Linked DNA regions of Danio rerio: region 2 is linked to region 1. Evidence: chromatin contacts called from public HiCAR-type data. All regions are on one chromosome and are shown on one strand. The core of a region is the stretch at or near the end of the contact, and the rest is flanking DNA. Distances in the headings are between cores, read along the strand shown.

Region 1 (3,101 bases), core at 342-2,841:
TTACAGGCCTCTTGTTTCTTAAAAACAAAAATGGACACATCTGAGGTGTATTAAGGGAATGATTTGCTGGTTTACAGTGATACATTGTGCTCATTTTTTGTCTTTTTTTTTTTAATCAACCAAATGAAAAACAAGAAAGGACATGTCGTAGTTCAGGGAGGTTGTGCTAAAATGTATGTGTATCTTCTGTTTAGAGTGTTTTTATCATATTTAAGTCTCCTCACCTCCTCAAACACATCAGTTTTGGTCAAGAAATCGCTCTTTATGAATTGTTGTGATGATGGTAATATGAAGACTTCAACAGGATTTCAACAGGATGTGGCATAGGATTTGAAATGGAACATTAAACATGTAATATTAGTAAAGGTAAATAGGAAAGAACTTTAGACAGGAATTTGTGGGATAATTGTAATTTCATTGTTAGTTTCATTCCCGTTTTGGGAAAGAATATTTTTCCATCTGTTTATGGAATATAATTTTGTAAATGTAAATGGTCTTTGTGGTTTAATTTACATTCGGAAGTCTTTAAGTATGTGTATGGGTTTTGACAATAAAATATTCATATTTAGATAAACTTAATCATTGTTTTTATTTCGCATCTTGGTTGCACAAAACATGCTCCATCTTGACATTAACATTATTACAGTAGAATTCCCCACACAAAGAAATGCTTTGGAACAACTCTAATGTCTTAATTTGTGAGAAATGTCTTTTTATTGATAGGTAGTCTGAAAGAGGATTTGTTTTTGTGGTGGACTTATTTAAAAATTATGGCAATATTCAGGATTATGTAGAATTGATGACATTGTGTAATTTCTTACTGCCAGCCAAATCCTTCAATTGTGTTATAAGTCGTTCCGGCATTCCATGGAAGAGAGCATGGTTATTACCTGAAAAAAATCAGCATGATTAACAAAATAGGAGAGATACATATTAAGATTTTGCATAATGTATTTCCTAAAAATTCCTAAATTGCTTATTATTTTGATATATCTAATTTGTGTACTTTTTGCAATATACATGAAGAGATTTTATTTCACTTATTCTATAGTTGCACACACATTAAACGTTTTTGGAATAACATTATTTTTTATTTATCGTCCATATTTAAATATGATTTAGACCACATATATAGTCTGTATTTCTCTGATAATTTTTTTTGTTAATTTTTTTTTACACTGTACATTTTTATACACAAAATAAGTTCTTAAAGGCAATACTTAGATTTTTATAATACTTAATACTTAGAGTTTTTTTTTTCTCCTCTTAATTTTTTGTTATTGAATTTTTCTTCTGTCCAGTAATGTTATTATTCTTGTATTTAATAATAAAAAAGATATTAAATTAAAATAATTAGAAATGTCCTTGCTTTATAAAACTAATTTCGAAGTAATTCAATATGTTTTCAAGGATTATTTGATACTGTATATTTTGTTATATTCAAAAAAATCATACATTCTATTAAATATTATCTGTAACAATGCATCATTGATTTTGTGCTGCGCAACGTCGACATGACGGCTCTGCTTTCCGGAAATCTGCTTCGCCAATCCCGTTGCAGCAATCAAGTCACGTGATTTTCGAAACCAGACCTCGAAATTTGAAATGTGGAAACAGATCGCTAGTGCCTGTGAATAGACAACACTGCTGCTAATAAATTAAACTCTAAACAAAGCTTTGGACAAAACGTAAGTATTATTGTCCTTATTAAACATCTACTATATGTTTTAAGCTTAAATTTCTGTCGGTAATTAGTTCAACCGCTGAAGCTGCATGAGTTGTGTCTTATTTATGTAACGTTATTTTTTGTCACATACAAAATGCTCGCATAAATAACTATCGAAAGTTTTATAACCAGTATTTTATTGTGTATTTGGTTTGAAATGTATTTGCCTATGACTGAAACGTGTCGTAATCAAATGGGGAACTACATAACATTGTGCTACTGTTAGCAGGACTTTGGCCTCCATTTGTTTTCCTGGCTGAAGATGGCATCACTTTCTCACAGTGGTAACGTTTATGGGTTTTCTAATCAAAATCTGTCTAAACTATACTTACAAAAAAGTAATTGTTTCGTGGTACAGCGATAAATCTGATGTTATTATCCTGGTACTTGTCAGAAAAAGTACCATGGTACATGTCTAAAACAACACGGTATACCACAGTGTACGTTTTGTGTTAGTGTAGTATGACAGCAACACCGAAAATAATTTGGTAAATTATGTATATTTTATTTTTTAATTTGCTTTGCCGTTTATTATTGTCACTTTTACTTGCAGATTTTGTTTCACTGGCTGAGGAGAAATTTGACTTTGACGTTTCCTTGTCACCTGGAAGGTTTGTTTTCATTGTTAAGTATGTAAAATCAATGTTGTCTAAAGTTAAAATGTTTTGTTAATCAATATCTTAAAAGATAAATTAGCATTATTGAGACTCAAATAAAAAGCTAAATTATTAAAAAGAAAAATGAAAAAAAAAATTTATTTGTGTTTGTTTGTGAGAGAATAATTTTGCTCAGTTTTTACCTGACAAAAACATGGGAAATATAAAAACTAAATATTAACATGCGATTTCTGCCAAAACATGAAATGAAGTGTTTTAGCATGTGTTGATGCTCATTTTAGTGCAATTTATTTAAAAGTACTTGTCTTGTAAATCTACCGATGCCTCTAGTTGAGAACCTCTTCTTTGATAAGTGCTACAAAATATGAACTGTACTGTGGTTTCCCTTTTTAACACATGAAATGCTCTCTCGTAGCTCTAAAGGAGATTATGAAGTTGAAGATGAGGTCTTCGTGGGTCCAGTCAGTCATAAAGAGAAATGCATCTCTCATGGTGTCGAGACTCACGTGAAGGACAATATAAGCAGTGGTCCATCTCTGGGAGAAGAGCCCAGCTGGAGTCCACTTACTGGAGAAAAGTTTGATGAAATCTGCAAAGAAGCTCAACAACTCGCCAGCCACATAGAGCAAACCATCACTGATTCTGCAGCCGAGAGCAGCGTTGTGTCCTCCTGTCAAACTGAGACATTTGAAGATGATGCAGCAACTAAACTGAACTTGTTCAGCAAGCCAGCTGATATTCTGAGTCCCATCAAAAGA
Region 2 (3,101 bases), core at 185-2,684, 130 kb before region 1:
AACAATAATAATAATAATAATAATAATACTCTGGATGATCCGGTTTACCCCACAAGCCCAAAAACATGTGGTACAGGTGAATTGCGTAGGCTAAATTGTCCATAGTGTATGTGTACAAATGATTGTGTATGGATGTTTCCCATTGATGGGTTGGATAAGTTGGCGATTCATTCTGCTGTGGCGGCCTCAGTTTAATAAAGGGACTAAGCCCTAAAGAAAATGAATGAATTATTAATAATAATAACAATAATAATAATACTATTTTATATATAATGTAATAACAGTTGCATGTTCACAGTTCTGTAATGTTTACACTGACATGTATTAAGATATTATAAATTATTATTATTTCTCATTATTAGTTATTCACAGAAGTTTGGGAAATTATATTATAATGTAATGTAATATTTAATGCATTTTGATGTTGATTTTCTTTCTTTCTGGTTTCTGCTATATCAATATGGTATATTAATTAGTGAGAAAGATAAAACATTAAACAAAAAGCTACCTAAAGTCAAAAAACATCAACTAGAATAAACATTTTTACAAAGTAATCTGTAACAATCTACTTTTCTAAGTAATTCATTCAGCATAGCCTGCTGCAAATGGGATATCTTTAATGCTATCCATTTTTTTTTGTCCTATGCTGATGATGACTATGCAAGTCAATTGTGATCATTAAGAGTTGGCTTGTTTAAACAGAGATTACAAGACCTAGACCACCTTGGAACAAAAACAAAACAGCAGTTGGCTCGTCACAAAACCAGTTTGACCACTTTAAGCAAACATGACATGCTTTATCAGCAGCAACACAAAGCTAATTCACTACATTTAAATGATGTTCATTTACAAATTGTTTTAAAGTTTATTTAGAATGACTGTCTATTTAAAATACTTAATAAAGACATAATTCAAACATTGCTTTCAGAAATAGCCATCTATGCAAAAAAATAAATTGCATCTACATTCACTTTGCAATTTGCTTTGTGCTGTAGCTATTGTGAATGAAAGCAATATAACCAGGAATGTACACAATGCACTGCTGTTCTGAACAAGACATCTAGTATGTCTTCAAAAACAACTTACTTCTGTTTCTCTGTCTCGTGTGTAGCACAAGGGGACCAACTAGAAGTAAAAATGTCAACGTAAACATGAAATAAAGGGAGAGAGAGAGAGAGAGAGAAAAAAAACAAAGACAAACGAAACCAACCTCTTCGAACGTAAATCATGATTCAACTCTTCTCACAGATGATGTTCATCCACTTTACAGTAAGCGAAGATGTAGAAATGCCAGTTTTTCACCACATCACACGGGTATTTTACCATTAGACCACTTCTTTAAATAGTTCGGCTGTGTTGTCCTTGCCAGCTGAACTGCTGAATAAACTTGTAGGCTTTAGACTCTCTAAAAGCACAAGAAGACAGACTTATGACAGTGCAAAGATACTACAGAAGTATTCGACCCATTTTTTTCCCAAACTCGATCAACTCGTTTTTTAGGATTCTAGTTTGACAACTTCCTTTGAATGAAACAGGCGAGATTAGACTTCAGGAATGGTATAAAAAGTTATCAGTATCCTGATTCTTACTCATTTTGAAGATCCCTTCGGATGTCCATGTTGCTTTTTCTAAACTTTAGCTGTGCATAAAACGAATTAGCGGTACAATGAAAGTTAACAAAAGGTTATTTCCGTTTGCTTGTAGTCTTGTATATTTGAGTTTCTGGCTGCAGGGCGCTTTACTGCGTTTGTCGTTCAGCAATTAGGCAGCAAAACCACTAGATGGCGCTGCCGACTACAGGAAGGAACACGTGTGTTTACAACACGTGGGCCCAGTGGCCACACTTTTTCGTATGAATGGGCCAAAAACCACATATCAATAGGTGCGTTCGACATGAAGCTCAGCTGCAGCCGGTGATCAACGAGATTAGCCGAGCGCAGGCGGGGCGGAGTTGAAAACGGAGCCGTCAAGACGGACAGCTGGACACTTCGGGACTCAAAGTTGCTGCAGTCATGATGACCGATCACATGGCGTCATCATATTTTTTTGTTATTTTTATTTATAACAACAAAACATTTACAAATAAAACAGAATACAGGCTATTCAAACTGTAGTTCCTTTTTAAACAATAAGAGAGAATTATGAATAAAATATATAACAAATGCATGAGAGAAATAAGAGGAAATGAGAGGTTAATATAAACATAAAAACGAACAGGTCTATTAAATACAAAGCAATAAGCATAAATTATAGGAGTTAAACATCAATCTTTAGGCTAATACTTCTTGTTTGAATCTGCTAAAAAGGGTTTACATATATGTACATTTATAGATATAAAAATTTCCCATGTAAAAAGCAAAACAAGGTGTTTTGATTAGGTCTTAATAAATGAGATTATTTTGGATAATGAATGAATTTTCAAAAAAGCATTTTAATCCAAAAAGATTGTGTTGAAAAGAACAAAAGGTAAAATAAGTGAGCTATGTAGAAGTTTCCCAGAAAGAGCAGGTAGCCTTTAAACTGCTAGACAGGAAATAAAATATATATTTATATTATAATAATAAAACCATTTTATAATTATTTAATAAAATAGTTCTTTACTTTAATTTGTTAAGAGAGCTTTAGGGTGGCAGGATCAATGATGATGATTTTCTTATTTCAAGTCTGTAAGACTTATTTGAGTTCATATTTAGGTTATTCACTAAAATATACACTAAAATATATCATTTAAATCGTTCGTGGAGATGAATGCAGTAAATAGTCTGTATAAAAAAGTAAAAAAATAAACCTGTGCAAACAAGCTAACCTTTATAACCAGATTATTTAACAAAAGATGATACTGCAGTAAAATATATGTAGTTTTTTAATAAGCAAGATGTGTACAGGATAGAGAGGGTGTGAAAAGTGAATTGTTTGTTTTGAAACTTTTGAATCGGAATTTGTCCAATTATAAACCCGAAATACACGTGTTTGTTGTCATGTGGTGAACTCGGCCAATCGTGTAATATCGGTGTCGTCATCAAAGCTCCTGCAGTCGCTCTTCAGAAGCTGCATGGTCTGAGTTTGCCGTCTGATCTCGGAGCGCTGTCGCGGTACTTTGA

The links. HiCAR-type assays count read pairs that join an accessible place to other places.
Region 2: a HiCAR-type map of caudal fin shows a contact between it and region 1, with 6 times the contacts expected there. The contact joins the promoter of zgc:101783 here to the promoter of gtse1 in region 1. A contact is called at or near these places in 5 of 18 Hi-C or Micro-C datasets (caudal fin, embryo, hematopoietic stem cells and 1 more) and 1 of 4 datasets of contacts at active chromatin or transcription factors (caudal fin).

The regions. Positions count from the first base shown.
Region 1 is chr25:20,851,352-20,854,452 of GRCz12tu, reverse strand. gtse1 (G-2 and S-phase expressed 1) reads left to right here and starts at 1,591. Exons shown (of 12, transcript NM_001020625.1): 1 at 1,591-1,688; 2 at 1,956-2,010; 3 at 2,280-2,337; 4 at 2,759-3,101. The coding sequence starts at 1,989. It overlaps atp2b1b (ATPase plasma membrane Ca2+ transporting 1b), which reads left to right. Exons shown (of 20, transcript NM_001135631.1): 20 at 1-566.
Region 2 is chr25:20,984,023-20,987,123 of GRCz12tu, reverse strand. zgc:101783 reads right to left here and starts at 1,434. Exons shown (of 9, transcript NM_001004622.1): 1 at 1,211-1,434. The coding sequence starts at 1,229. LOC141380956 (a long non-coding RNA gene) reads left to right here and starts at 412. Exons shown (of 2, transcript XR_012400389.1): 1 at 412-1,882.